Regions from separate parts of the Pan troglodytes genome. Here region 2 is linked to region 1. The links are chromatin contacts, called in public Hi-C maps. All regions are on one chromosome and are shown on one strand. Each heading gives the region's core, a stretch centred on a gene start, on an enhancer-like site or on the middle of the called end of the contact. The rest is flanking DNA. Distances are from core to core; before and after follow the strand shown. Region 1 has its middle 100 kb from the start of AGR3. Region 2 holds the start of AHR (aryl hydrocarbon receptor).

Evidence for each region. A called contact is a pair of places that touch in the nucleus more often than the background predicts.
Region 2: a contact with region 1 is called in a Hi-C map of stem cell-derived neural progenitor cells, with 6 times the contacts expected there. The contact joins the promoter of AHR here to the enhancer-like site in region 1. A contact is called at or near these places in 2 of 7 Hi-C or Micro-C datasets (blood and stem cell-derived neural progenitor cells) and 1 of 1 datasets of contacts at active chromatin or transcription factors (stem cell-derived excitatory neurons).

Annotation. Positions count from the first base shown.
Region 1 is chr6:22,778,710-22,786,579 of NHGRI_mPanTro3-v2.0_pri, reverse strand. No RefSeq gene overlaps it. Among named protein-coding and RNA genes, the nearest start is that of AGR3, 100 kb to the right of the region's middle. Within about 2 kb of position 4,504, at least 3 of the 24 cell types and tissues checked have an H3K27ac peak or open chromatin away from gene starts, as enhancers often do. A contact at or near this core is called in stem cell-derived excitatory neurons and stem cell-derived neural progenitor cells, where this site is marked.
Region 2 is chr6:23,091,886-23,099,755 of NHGRI_mPanTro3-v2.0_pri, reverse strand. AHR (aryl hydrocarbon receptor) reads right to left here and starts at 5,169. Exons shown (of 11, transcript XM_016957117.4): 1 at 4,420-5,169. The coding sequence starts at 4,484. LOC104007120 (a long non-coding RNA gene) reads left to right here and starts at 3,765. Exons shown (of 2, transcript XR_002944579.3): 1 at 3,765-3,879.

The sequences.
Region 1 (7,870 bases), core at 3,255-5,754:
AATAAAAAATCAATTTTAAAAAAAGGTCATTGAAAGTATCTTTATGTGAAAGATGTAGCAATAATATGACATTTCTCCCATTTTCTTATAACTTTTCTAGAAACTAACACACATCCTTACTTTGTATAGTTGCATGCCTTGTTTGTGAGAAGTCTCTTTCTTCTAAAATTCTTAGGACTTCACCAAATTTGCAGTGTTCCCACTCATGTCATCTGTGCCAGTCATGTTTTCATTTTCAACACATTGTACATACACGGACACACATACCACATTCACTTGCCACAAATAAGTTTTAAGTTTAACACATCTTAAAAGAGCTTTCAATGGAATCAAAAGGAAAGTTAAAGAAAGCATAAAGCCTATTCAATTTTATTGTCTCATCATCTATCTGTATAGATACTACTCTAATTTCTTCTAGATATGTAGTATATGATCCAGGACCTGTTATTAAAACTGGATAAGGCAAAACATAAAAATAAAAATAAACTGGATAAGGCAAAACACAAGCCTAGAATCAAGTGACCTGTATTTACACTCACAGATCTGCTAATGATTACATATCCTAAAAGTAACCTCTGAGAATATGCAATCATTATGTGCTCTAGAGATGCAGCTATTCTAAAAGAGAGAAGAGAGAGAAGAGACCTTATGAAATGAAGTCCATAAGTTTAATCTTCAAAGTTAAATTTTATTTTATTTAAATAGAAGTGAAACTCAACACTGGAGCTATTTATCATAGTGATCAACCTGTAACTAACTAATTTTTTAGAGACATCTGTAGTACCATTAAGGAGTCCTGTCAACTCTCTCTGACACTTGACACTCTCTCTTGGCAACGTCTTACCCTAAAGCAGAAGATGGTAAACCAACTCACCAGTGTAAAAGATAATATTTGTTTGGAGTCATAGGCAATTTTTAATAGAGACAGCAATAAAGAATGTTTTCTAATTTAAAATTGACATGGTTATTTCCAGACAAGACAGAGTAAGAGGGACTAAATTTATCCCCTCCCATGAAACAACTAAAAATATGGACATAATATATGAAACTGTGATTTCCAGACATTGGACATCAGGCAGCATAGGACACTGACCCAAGAGACAGGAAACAAAAAAAAAAGAAGTGAAGTCCCTGTCATTGACCCAGCTTTCTATCTGGAGAGAGTTTCTGGGCCACAGTTCGGGGAATAGAAACCCAGGAGGAGACTGGTAGAGTCCCAGAGCTGAGGAAACAGAGCTGGGAGGCCAAGACAGCTAGAGTTCATAGGCAGATTCCCAAAAGAAAGCCACACACAAGGGTGTGCAGAGGGTCCCTTTTGAGCCTTCAGCTGAATTCTGATCAGCACACAACTGAGGAGAAACTATGCAAGTCTAGCAAAAGAAGCCCCTCCGGGATCAATATTTGAAGATCACACGGGGACAGGTATAGACTGGGTTCCCACCAGCCCAAGTGGAGAAACTTCATAAGTCACAGGACATCAAATTGAGCATTCAGAAGGATATCACCTCAAGATGGGGACAAATTAGCTCTAGGCTAAGGGCTGTTCTAATCCCACCTAACAAAACTTAAAATTTACAAGGTTGAGATCATTTATTTCTCATCCTTGGGGAGAACTATCTTTGAGAATCATCTGGTTCTTCAATCAATATTCGTTAAGTATTTAAAGATTGAATAGAGATTTTGACTTTGTCCAAATTTCAGCTCTGATTCCTGTTATACACGTGCAAAGGAGGATATGGTGAGAATAGCACAGATGTGGAATAAAGTTTGAAGTTTTTTTCCATTTAGCAGGAGATGAATCCAACTCTCTGGATAAAGTCATAGGACCTAATGTCCCCATAAGTTCAACTTGTGATGGCAACATTGGAAACTGTGTACTTCCTCATTTTGAAAGGACAATGTACCCATTGTTCAGTAGCATTACTACATGGTTCTTATGCAATTATCCACATAATATAATTAAGGCACTATATATATACATAATATATATAGTATATATATACTATATATACTATATATAGTATATATATACTATATATTATATATAGTATATATATACTATATATATAGTATATATAGTATATATATACTATATATAATATATAGTATATATATACTATATATATACTATATATATACTATATATAGTATATATATACTATATATAATATATATATTTTATATATATATATAATATAACAGAGACCATGCTGTTGATCTTTCCACCCATGACATTTGCTTACAGCTCAATTCACTATTAATGAAACCATGAATTTAATAAACTTAGTAATGTTGCCATCAGATTTGGAAGCTTGGTTTCTGAGGTTGGTCTCATAAACCTTTTGCTGAACAGAAATTTTTTTTTAATTGGAGGATTTCATAGTCTTATTTGGAAAACAAAAAACAAACAAAAAGTTGTGAATTCACTTAGGATTTCCCACCTGTTTTGATAAAAAAAATTATATATTCCTCAGAAAAACCCTAATGACAAAAATGCTAAATTGTTCACACTTGCCACCTCCAGCAAGCATGGAAGGGTGCAAGATCCTGTAGCAACATGGCTGCTATTCTTTGATTTCTGAACCCAGTTGCTATGGCCATAGAGTAACTTCTGACTTCTCTGTTAGTAGATTCTATTTTGAGAGACTGCTTGGGAAGTGGTTGGCTGTAAGATTTCAGGGGCTGCCTGGATAATATTGGAGCCAGGTGCTTCTCTTCCCTGCCCTCTCACTACTGGTAATTGCTTAGCCCCCCTCACTGAGGGTTTACACAGATGACAACAAGCCTTTGGATGAAACCATATTCTTCTTTGTTATCTTTAACTCATAGTTATCCTTAGCTTAGGAGAAGTCACCGGGATGACTCTATGACCATTATCCAATGGGGAAAACCACAACTTCTTGTGTCATTCCTGAATTCAACCGTAGGCCAGATAAAGGCCAAATACAAGGAATATAGGAGGAAAAATCCAGAGATCACCTCTCTCTGGCTTCAGTCCATTTCAGCCCTTATTGAGTTTCTACCACTTTGAGAGTCAATGGAGGGAGGGAAGAATGAATTAGAGTCTGTTTACCCTTATCTGATATGGGCTCTGAAATGTTACTCACACCTGGGTACCTGTTCATAATGCTGGAAAGGTCTGTCTCCTTTTTCCTAGGTGATGCAACTAGCCCTTTTTCTTGCAAAAAGAGAGGCTCATATTAACTCATATCTAGTTAAGAATTCATTCCAAGAACATGAGATAGAAGGAAAAGTTGAGATCGATTCATCAAGCCCAGAGTTTAGAAGAAATTTCCAATTGATTTGAGTTTCTTTCACAGATAGTTTTGTTTTGTTTATTGTTTTTTGTTTTGTTTTGTTTTTTGAGATGGAGTCTCACTGTCACCAGGCTGGAGTACAGTGGCGTGATCTAGGCTCACTGCAACCTCCGCCTCCAGGGTTCAAGTGATTCTCCTGCCTCAGCCTCCCAAGTAGCTGGTACTACAGGTGGCACACACCACCACGCCCAGCTAATTTTTGTATTTTTAGTGCAGACGGAGTTTCACCATGTTGGCCAGCCTGGTCTCGATCTCTTGACCTCATGATCCACCTGCCTCAGCCTCCCAAAGTGCTGGATTACAGGTGTGAGCCATGCCACCCAGCCCATAGGTAGGTTTTTTAAATGTATCTTTAAAAATCTGAGATTCTTTATAGCATAGTACCTTTTATAGTAAAGAAACTTTTATCTGAAGTGTAGCATTTTCTTCAGTTCCCTTCATTTCTTTCTTCTGTTAAATTGTAGTAAAATTAAATGTAAACTCATTATTTTAAAATAGCACTATAGTATGATCACATTTTTATAGCAATGTCTCTGCCCATCTGCCTACCCAACTATCCAAATATATATATATATTTTTTTACATCTTCAAACTTGAATAGGGTTTTGGGTTTTCCTTGGTTTTTTATTTAGGATGATTTTTATTTATTTATTGATACCTTGCTATTCTCAAATTTCTATTCAAAATACAGCTGTTTCATTTTTTAAAGACAAGCAAAAAAAAAATGTAAAATTTTTAAAAATCCTTGTAAAGACATCAAACTATGTAAGGACTCTTTGGAAAATGTGTCCCTAGATTGCTGGTTCAAGGGCTGCAATATTGAGTGTAGATGTGGGTCTCTAGAAAGGTAGAACTAGCATAAAACCATTTTGAGAGAAGCGGCCACCCTCTCTTCAGATTACGTCATTACACTTAGCACACACCAGTCTCAAACATGAGGACTCTCAGGCATTAACCCGTAACTACTGTCAAGCAATCTTTTCTATACATGGCCTAGACTATGTTCCTAGTTTTTCCCTTTTAAAGTCCTCTCCACAAATAAAAACAAAAGGCTTTGTACACTACCCACTTATTAATTCCTACATGTCAAACAACAGTTTACTCTCCTAAATGCGTGATGAACTAATCTCACAAGACACTGGGTAGCTGTGTCCAGCCTATTGCTATGGCACCCAAGAGACAAAGATTTCTGAGGTTGTCAGTGGTAACGGATATAGCAACAAATAGAAAGCACTTTAGTACTATACTGAGACTTTGAGACAACCAATAGAAAAAGCAGTTAGAAATTCAGACAAGCCTGGAAGCAAGGTGAAGAAATCCTCAGAGAACTATGTAGAAAAACAGAGGCTATAATTACAGAATAAAAGGGCTTTTTTTTTGGATCATATTTTATTACCACCCCAAATGAAGCTCATAAAAATACAGAAATTTAGAGAAAGTACACAAGCTTAAAGTGTGAAGAAGTGGCAGTATCTATATAATATTACTATATAATCAGGAGGTAATTGTGGGAATCCTTAAATTTAGAAACTTATTTTGTTAATTCTGAAGATATTTTATTTGAGTGGCTTTCCAGAATTAAAAAAGAATAATAATTAGGAAAAATTGTGGTAAGAAGTGATAAAGAAAAAATATTGGTAAATATTTTATTCACTGGGTTACATTATGAAATTTTTCAAAGAGAAACAAACGTATGTCTGGATTCTGTACTAATAGAACCAAGTCTTGAATCACAGCAACATAAACCAACACCTGAGGACCAAACTATCTTTATAGAGAAGTAGCAGAAAACATGAGACAAAATCTGGATAGAGAAGTCAGATCATATGTTACACTCCAAATAAGAGTCTATTTTCAATGACCAAAAATAAGAAATAGAATAAAGTGATATGATTCTTAAAACACCGTTAAGCTCTACAGAAAGAGCACCCAATATATTAATGGACTGTTGATTTTAGAACAAACAATTGTTGAAGTCTCCATCTATACAACACACAACTGTCCACAACAGGTACTGCCACCTATTTAATAGTATTAAAAATATGTTGGGTACCTGTCTACTTTGAGCTAGCTCTAAGAAAATTACCCAAAGCCACAGGGCATTCTCTTCCAGTTGCCCAACCTGTTTAAAAGTGGCTGTGAGCAGGTGGGGATAAAATTATGCTCTTACTGAACTCATGCCTCTGCATTTCCAACCCAAGTATGATTTCAAAGCATGTGAGAGTTTGTATCTTTCATTTGCTCTCCTCCCCAGATAATTAAGATTTCGTTATATTTAGGAAAACTGCCTCCTTGGTCCCTTGTAAATTCCAGGAACTCTAATTTAAGATCAAACCTCTAAGGAAAAGTCCACTCATTTGTAAAGTCTTTTTTGTGTGTATGTCTTTGATAAAAAGTCTAATTGGCTCCATTTCTTTTTGAACATTTTGTTTATCCACCTAATTATCCTGGGAAAACTGACATGTTTACCAAGTTAAACTAAACAATTACACAGTAGAACAGACCCATAAAACAAGGACCTCAGGAGGAGCTGCGGATCTATTGGCAACTGGTTTGAGTTTGTCTTATTTTAAAAACGTATCATATTCAGAGAATTAAATTCTCATAAAGGAAAGAGTACATCGTTAAGTGCAGCTATTAAGGCAAAGTTTGTTTTATGAAGTACGTGATCATGGTAGGTCCATGTAAATCACCATAATTAAAATGCAGTAGGCATTCATGTATTTAACAACATTTACAAGCTTGTTTTAATCTATCTTCTTTGAATTCAATCAGCAATTTATCTTTTAGATAGTTGATGCCCAGACTTGCTGCAGCATAGTGTCCTCTGCTGGTCACACTGAAACACTGCACCATGAGGAAAACAGAAAGGAAGGTTCAAAAAAAAAAAAAAAAGAGAAAGAGTGACTGCGAGGGAATGGAAAAAGGAGAGAGGCAGAAAGGGAAGAAAAAAGGAAAGGAAAAGAAAGTAAATAAATATGTTAAATTGAGACATATAATCTTTAACCCCCAGGATACAGCGCACATTAAAAATATAGTGTGTTTGCCACGTAGTTATGGTTGCTTAGTAAATTGAGATTGTGCTTTCATTGGAAAGAAATGTTTGTGAGACTTGAAAGATTAAACAATAATATTGGATTGAAACTGTTCTGAAATTATTTTCTGGTAATGTTAAATTAATTTAGAAGATTTTCAAAGTTAAGGTGCTCAAAAACTACCAATCATCAGAAGATGCAAATCAAAACCACAATGAGATTACCATCTCACCCCAGTCCAAATGGCTATTATTAAAAAGTCAGAAAATAACACGTTGGCAAGGTTGGGGAGAAAAGGAAACACAACACAACTGTTGAGAATGCAAATCAGCTCAGCAACTGTGGAAAGCATTTTGGAGATTTCTCAGCGAACTAAAAACAGAATTGCCATGTAACCCAGCAATCCCATCACTGGGTATATACTCAAAGGAATATAAATCATTCTACCAAAAAGACACCTACACTCATATGTTTATTGTAGCATTATCACAATAGCAAAGATATGGAATCAACCCAGGTGCTCAGCAGTGGTCACCTGGATAAAGAAAATGTGGTGCATATATACCATGGAATACTACAAAGCCATAAAAAGGAATGAAATCATGTCCTTCACAGCAACATTGATGTAGCTGGAGACTATTATCCTAAGTAAACTAATGCAGAAACAGAAACCAAATACTGCATATTCACATTTATAAGTAGGAGCTAAACATTGGGTACTCACGGACACAAAGATGGGAACTACAGACAATGGAGATTTTAAAAGTGGGGAGGTAGTGAGAGGAACAAGGGTTGAAAAGCTACCTACTGGGTACTATATTCATTACTTGGGCAACGAGATTATTAGAAGCCCCAACCTCAGCATCACACAATATACCCAGGTAAAAACCTGCACATGTACCCCCTTGAATCTAAAATAAAAACAAAAATTATACTCAAAAAAAAAAAAAGAGGCAAGTTAACGGTCAGTGAAATACAGTGACATCCTCTCCTTCCCATCGTGTCAATCCCCTTCCCCCAGACCAAGATTTTCACATTTTAATGGACATCAAGAACCTCCTAGGGAGCTTGTGAAAAATACAAATGACTTTTGCTCTATGGTTAAGGACTCTGATTCACTGTACTATAAACTTCAGAATATTCATTTTAATATTTGCCTTTAGAAGACAGTGGTGCAGATATTTTATTCCCCTCAATTAGAATACAAGAGCCACTGTGTACCTGGCCTCTTTGTTCAGGTTACTAAGAACCCCAACCTCAGTGCTCCAGGAGGGTTTATCTTATCCAGGTATTTGCATGTCATCATCATCATCAACAATAACCATATTTGCTATAATTTATCAAATATTTCCTATGTATCAGGCACTATATTACCATTTTCCTTACATATTCATGTTCCTTAGACAGTTACGGCTTTGAAAATGCTTCTGCTTTCTTTAATATCAAATTCTGCATGAAAGAAAGCTAGACCATACCTAGTACATAACTGACCTCAATAAATGTTAGTTTTGCTTCCCT
Region 2 (7,870 bases), core at 3,920-6,419, 310 kb before region 1:
TAAAAATGTACATGTCCCAAGGGTATTCTCTGAAATATTAAAGTATTAAATGGTTGGGAATAAAATTTCCTCCCAAAAGAAAAACAGTTAAAAAATTATAGAATATTAGTACAACAGAGTATTATGCAGCCTTTAAAAACAATGTTTTAAGGAGGAAGGGAGGTGGGTAGCAAATCAATAAGACAGGAGAAAAGACTCTAAGAGGAAAGGACGTAAAACACAAGTATGGGGATGAGCAAGTACAAATTATGTATGGGAAATGACAAATAATTTATTTCAGCCATAACACTATCTGAGAAGAAACAGTGAAAATCCCTAGGATATGGCTGTACTGTATGCATCACTGAATCTGTTCACCTGGACAGTACGAACACAAGTCAGTAAGAACACAAGCTTTGAAGCAAAAAGACCTGGGATCCAATATCCAAACTCTTTTTCATTACCTGAGCAACTCTGAATTTGAATCTCAGTTCCCTATCTATAAACTTAAATAATACTACCTTTCTTTAGTACTATTATAAAAATGAAGAAAATGATGTAAAGAACTGGGCAAGCTTGTATCAGAATAAGTGCTAATAAACAGTCATCTTTTGTCATATTAAGCCACTAGCAAAATATCAATTTTACAAGAAGCGTAAAAGTAGAAAGGTACTGTTGTAAAAGATTTGTATGGTATTTACTTCTAAGTAACTGTCTTAATTAAATACATGAGTAAGCACGTACTATGTAAATTTATTCACCAGTGAAGTAGCACATTTCAGCAGTAGCCGTAATTGAGAACATAATCGTATACTGCCTCTTACTGTTTCACGGGAGAATTGATTGTTCTGTGATAATGTAAGCTAAAAGAATAGAATTTACGTTTCTGTTTCATTTATATCTTTAGCAGTCTTCACTATATATATATATATATTTGTTGTTGTTGTTGTTGTTGTTGTTGTTGTTCTGTTTTAGTTGTGAGAGTAGCAGTACAGGTGCTGACTGTCGTGCTTTATTGGTCAAGAAACTTGCCCAGATCTGTAACAGTGAAGAAACTAGACCTCATTTTTTAGTTTAGATCCAGTGCTTTCAATTTATACCTGTTTCCTCTTTTTGCCGTTTAATGTTACCTATAACTAAACACTTTCACTTACTTCATTTCATAGTTCTAATAAGCAAGTGTCCATAACTACTATGTATATGCTATCTAAATCAAGCTATTGGAAAGAAAAATGATGGAGAAATAATTGTGTAAATGAAAAGACCCATTCTTTTATTTTAGATGCTATTTTAAAAATGGCACCATAAATTTATAGAAAACATTTAATGAGCATTATGTAAGTAATACAATTCAGTATTACATATATGAAATTCATGACATTTAAAAAGAATAGCAAGACAATGCTTTTATATTATTAATATGTTAATAAAAGTAAAAGTTTTTATCAGTATGCATTTTAAAGAAAGATCAGCTAAGGCTCAGAAGTGACTTCCAGTTCTGACACTTCATAATGGCTTAATCACCACTACAGCTGGTATCATTTTAAAGTGTAGATCCCCTTTTCTCAACACCTATTATTTGCCAACATTCAGTGCTAACTTTCTATGTACAGGTAAGGTGAAATCCATTACAACTTTTTCTTTATGATTAAAACTTTAAAAATACAAAAATATATCCAAAATTATCACTAGGGAAAAACATTCTATTTAATTCTATAATGGCTTTTTTGACTATCTTCATGAGACAAAATAAACAAACACTTTCATTTCCAAAGAGAATAAAATAAACACAGGATTTGTTCTCTTTTTCTGAGTAGGGTTACTCAGTATGGGGCAACAGTCTAAGCAAAGTTATAGTAGATTCTATAATGAAAGTTATCTTCGATATTTTCTTCTTGAAGGTAGGAACATGAATTGGACGTAAAGTTGCTTCAGAGCCTTTAATTTCCCAACTTTCATTACTCCAAAAAGAAAGAAAATATTTATTGAGAGTCTACTATGTTGGAGATACTTCAGTGGGATTAAATTGAATACATTTAAAATGTATTTCCTACTAATAAAGATAATTTTCTATGTGAGAGCCGCCACTAGGGGGGGTTGATTTTTCTTAATAAATTCAACTCAAGATTGAAAGAGCTTCAGGTTACAATTGTCACCTACTTTACTCCAAAATTTTATGGAATACTTATATTCCATAAAATTTATATTTAATTGGCTGTCTTTTTAAACAGTCCTACAATAATGCTACAGCATATTTTATCTGTAAATAAAATAAAATGGCTCTCATTTAAGAGGTCAAAGTTAAGTAGGTCTGGATAGCATTTTCAGCTCAAAACAAGATCTATTTTCCCCAATGTTGGCATGTTTTGGGGCTCATTAGGCCACAAACTGGTAGCTTAATTTTAAAACTCAAATTTAATACCAAGTTCAATGACTTCATTTCTAAAATAAACTTTGATTAACTGCATTATAAAGTTAACAATTTTTCATTCAGGTAAAAATAATTTATATAAACACTTTCACTTGATAATGAAAATGCCAGCACTAGCCTTTTCTTACAGAGCAAGCTGGTAATATTTAAGGCATTTGTATGATTAGAAGCAATATATGGTGCTCAGCAGAGATCTGATAAACATCTATGCTAACAAAATGTGGGTGAATGGAAAAAATACTTTTGTTATATTATAGGAAATTAATACAAGTATATTAAAGACTAAGTAAGTATAATATTAGGATAATCTAATAAAAAGTACATTTTACGCAAAATAACCAAAATCCATAAATGTTAAACTGTATAATGAATACAAAATTATGGCATTTGTTTTTGTTTACAAAGCCATCCAGGTCCTTTGATAACACCCTAACTGAAACCCAGTATCTTAAAAAAACATCAGGGAGATCTTCATGTTTTCTCACCATACACATAAAAACCCATGACACCCCTATTATATATGATGCTAAGTGTATTATTATATTAATAAACACATAGAACAGACATTTGGGATGCCTCCCAACTTTAACCATCAATGACAATGTCAAATAAGACAAACATGCTTTAATATAAGAAACCATTCTACAAAATTAAAAGTATTATAAACCGATGTCTCAAACTGCCAAGGTAGAAAACTGCTGGTTTGACAATATTCCCTTAAGACACACTGTACCATAAAACTTCTAAATTTTAATCAGTCTATTTATAGATTATTATCCTCTGTTAATGCCAATTCATAAGTATAGTTCTGAAGAACTATGATAACTGAAATTCTGAAAGGAAACTAAAATTTTAGAATGAAACTTTAAACCAATAACTGGTTTTAAATGTAAATCTTAAAGTGTTATTTTTCTGGTTCCCATTAGTGATAGTTGGAGTCTAAGCAAAACGCACACTTCTGATTTGGTCTGAGAAGACGTTTAAGAGTTCTTAAAATTGTTTACGAAAACTTGAAACACATGTAGGTAAAGTAACTCAGAGATCTAGAAATAAAAAAATTGGAATAAACACATGAATACAACCACCTCACAACAGGTAATGTTTTGAGCACGGATAGTTTTTTCTGACACACACAAAAAATTGGCCATCTCACACAAATATTCCACCAAAATCAACCGACAACGACAAAAGCAAGTTTGTACTCACTCAACTAGAAGAAAACTTTGAAGGGGAAAAGAATTAGAGATAGACGTTAAGAATGAAAACCTCTCTCAAATGCAGTTCTAAATCTTTTATTTTACAGACCCTAAAGCCACCCCAAAAGTGATAAGCAAGCTTCCGAAAAAGATGTCTGCAGAATACAAATCCTCCACCGTATCCTGTCCGTTGCATCCCCTCCCACCTGCTACCACTTCTATCCACTTTACCGATATGGTCACGATGAGCGCTACAAAATTGCTGCCAAATAAGTAAGTAAGAGCGCAACACAAAGCCAGTTGGTGGGGACCAAAAAGTACCTTTAGAGGCACTCAGCCCCTTCGTAAAAGTCAGCATGTGTTTAGCTCTTTAAAACATCTCGCCCTACCAAACTCTACGAAGAATGAGAATTAAGACCGTCCTCTAACCTAACCCATGCGGATATTAAAAGTGGAAGGAGATTTCAAGACAGGTTTATACTAACTAATCCATTAGCCCAAGGCAGATCAGAGCTGTCAACAAATCAGGACCAAATCAGAAAGAACAAAGTTGCAAATGTGAGAGGGTGTGTATGCACTGGTGCGGGGGAAGAGGATGGGTGGGAGGACAATTTTTAAAATGCAATCATTGAAAACGGGAGAATCCAAGTCCTCTGTCTCCCAGCCGGCCTCCAAACCTCGATTCCACGGGCAGTGCCGGGAATGGACCTAATCCCAGGATCGCAGGGATTTGGGGGCGGGGTGGGGCTGCCTCCCGCACCCGCGTGCCTGAGCGCCCAGCCCCCGCGATGAGGACGCGCTCGGGACACTCACGTTTTCTGTACCGGCTTCCGCCGCTTGCGACTGGCGTAGGTGATGTTGGCGCTGCTGCTGTTCATGGTGCCCAGCCGACGGCGGCGGCTACTCCCCGGGCACTGGCGGCCGGGTCCCCGGAACCCGGTGTAGGCTGGGACGACAGCGGCGGCCGGCGCCGGGTTCCGCGAAGCCGCGCCCGCTCCACCTGCGTCCTCTCGGGACAGTGGCGTGGGCGCCGCGCCTCAACGCCTCGGCTCACGCAGGCTTCCGCAGCCCGCGCCAGTACAGGTGAGCTGCCTGGGCCTGGCGCAGTGAGGGGGGGCGAGGGGCGGAGACCCGCGAGCAAGGCGGCGCAGGTGCCGTCTACACCGGCGGAGGCGGCGCGGCAATGCCCGCAGGTGAGGCGGCCCGGGCGGAGGAGGAGCCTGGGCCGTCTATTTAGAATCCTGGCCTGGGTCGCGCACGGTGGCGCCGCGCCCCGTGACCGTCGCCGCGGCCCCTTGGGTGAGGGAGGTGCCGCCGCGCTGCTCCCGGGACTTCCCAAATCCTGGGTGCTTCCCGCCTGCGGAGCTCGGGCGCCGGCCACCAGTCCCGGCTGCTCCCAGCTTCCGTTCGGCTACACGGCTGCCCCTGGTCTGAGCTGGCGGTCCGGGGCACGCTCTCGGAACAGAGCGTCGAGGGGACTCCCCAGCCACTGCCTCCCGCCGCCGCGCGCACCGGCTGAATAGCAGGAGCACCCCCGACCCCTCACCGGCCCCGCCCCTCCCCGCCCAGATCCCGCGTAGCCCCGCCCCGTCCTGCTTGCCCCCGCCCATCTGGATTCCATTCCATCTTCCTTGAGGGCCCCACCCTCATCCCGGCACGTGATGACGTAGGACGTAAGGACGCCCCCCCCGCCGGTAGCCATCTTCGTGCATAGGCAAACTTATTGTAGCTAGACTGTACAAAGTATATCAAGATATGCCAAATATTGAGCTTAACTTCACCTGTTTGAGAGACGGTGGGTCAGCTAACTTGTGGCTAAGAATTACAATTAACTGGTAGACAACTGGTAGACAACCAATGGGACTGTATATTTTCCTAGTTGGGGAGGCTTCAGAAGGCCAGATTTGAATTGAGACTTGAAGGCTAGGAGTTTCCTTGACCTTTTTTGGTGTGCGGGGGAAGTCTTTACAATAGACAGGAAAATAGATAATAAGGGGACTATTATGTGTTGTGTCATGGAGGACCATGTGGAAAAATATTGGGAGTAATTAACAATATTGAATGCTGTTGAGAAATTCAAATTAGTTGAGAACTGAAAATGTCATTCTTGTTTTCTCAATGTGTAGTCACTGATGACTTTCGTGAATGCAGTGTTGGGGTAATGGGCCTGCAAATAACATTGAAGTGGGTACAGGATTGAGCTGAAGATAACAAAATGGCATCCTCAAGCAGACAATTTTTCTTCCAAGTTTAGCTGTGGATGCTCTCATCCACATCAGATGGTATGTAGGGGGAGTGAAGGGTTAAATGAGGGTTTTCTAGTTTTGGTTTAGTTCTTTAATGGGCGATACTGAGCAGCTTAGAGGGGGTAGAGATAAACTATGTAGGGAACCTGAGGGAACAGTGAAGGAATGATAGATATTAAGATAGCGAAAGCAGGAGGGAATGAGTGCCAAAGCATAAATGGGAGATTAGGACTAATAGATTAGATACTAACAGAAACAGCACTTACAGTGCTTTGCTATTCAGAGTACTCCACAGCTTCTTTTGAGAGTTACAGGAAATGCAGACTCTTTGGGTGTCCTTATTAAATCAGAACCCGAAGTTCACAAGAACTCCCAGGTGATTCAAATGTACATAAAGTTGGAGGAGCAGTTCTCTACCATAGCTGGAGGAAAGAAGGACAGTGGGTGAGATATAGTAGGCTACTAAATTTTGGATCAGAAAGATGAAGGAGATGTAACAGAGGGTATTCTAGCATGAGCTACAAAAGAACAATTGTGTTTTGTGGTCGATGATCTTTGTTTTAATTTTAGAAGAGCATAAAGTAAAAGTGATCTGGGAAGTGACAACAAGGAAGTAGATGGACATCCACCCTGTATCCTGTGATAAGAGAAAATAACTAGGCAGTATTGGGGAGACCTTTAGGAAAGTGATAGCCTCAGTAAGCCACCTTTCAGTTTAAGGAAAAAGATGGAGCAAATTCCCAAAGAAGACAGTGTACACTGGGAAAGTTTGATGTTTATGAATTAGCAATTGCAGAGGCAGAATCAACCATCTCTATTTTTCCCTTCTCTTTCATTTCTTCATTTATCTGTGCTTACTTATAGCCATTCTATCTGAAACGTGTAAGTGTAAAAGAATAATTTCCTCCTAGCTAGGAACTTTAAGGGTGAAAAATTTATATCAAAACATAATTTATTGATTCTGTAGCTTATAACTCCTCTTCATAAAAGAGATGTACTAAATGCAATGAACCAATCTTAATTTAGTGATTTAAAAAAATCCTACCCTTTTTAAGGTTGTTGGCTATTTGGTGCAGTCATTTTCTACCTTATTTTGACTTTCATACCCTTATTTTTTTATGTTTAACTTTAGGATTATTTTCATTATCCAGAAGTCATATGCTGTATTATGTTACATAGTCTTAGTTAAGTAACAGATCTTTGCATAATTAAGATTAAAATTGAATATCAACAAAATTCCCAGAATTCATTTTATTTTAATAGTGACATGAACTTACCTTAACCTTTTTGCTGGCATGTGAATACAGTATAGTGTAGTGCCATTTTTAAAAAATGAGCTGCCATTATCTAGAAACTTCCTGTATTGGCACTGTGGAACATGGTTCTCAAAGTATGGTTTGTGTCCATCTGCAAAGATTTAAAAACTTTTTTGTGAGCAGTTTTTTTTTTTTTTTGTAGTTACGTGATTTTTATCTCATAATAATTAATTTGGCTATAAGAGTCGGTGAACATTTGATTACCTTATCCAAAGAACATCCTTTTAATCAATTGGGTTGAGCTTACTTTCTGAGGTTTCAGATGCAGCTGTATGTGTATGGGTTTCTTTCTCCTGCGAAATAGTATGAGAAAAATGTTTTAGGAATGCTATTATAAATATCAGCTGTTCTTGAATAAAGGAAAATAATCAAAATGAATGCTAAACCTATTCTATCACAGTTCATTTCACTAAGCAAGATTTTAGCCCCTATAATATACCAGACACTGTGGGTTACAGTAGTGATATCAGACATGTTCTTTCCTCTTAGAGCTTACATTCTAATGAGAGAGACAAGAATTAACCAGATAGTTACACAAATGAATGTATAATTACAACTGGGACAAGTACTGTGAAATGAATACTGTGAGAATGTATAATAGGTGGATTTAACTTGGTAAGGGGAGGTTACCCTGAGGGAGCTTGAGCTGAGTTTTGAGGCATAGGTAGGCATTTTATAGGTGACCTGGGGAGGAAGGGGAAT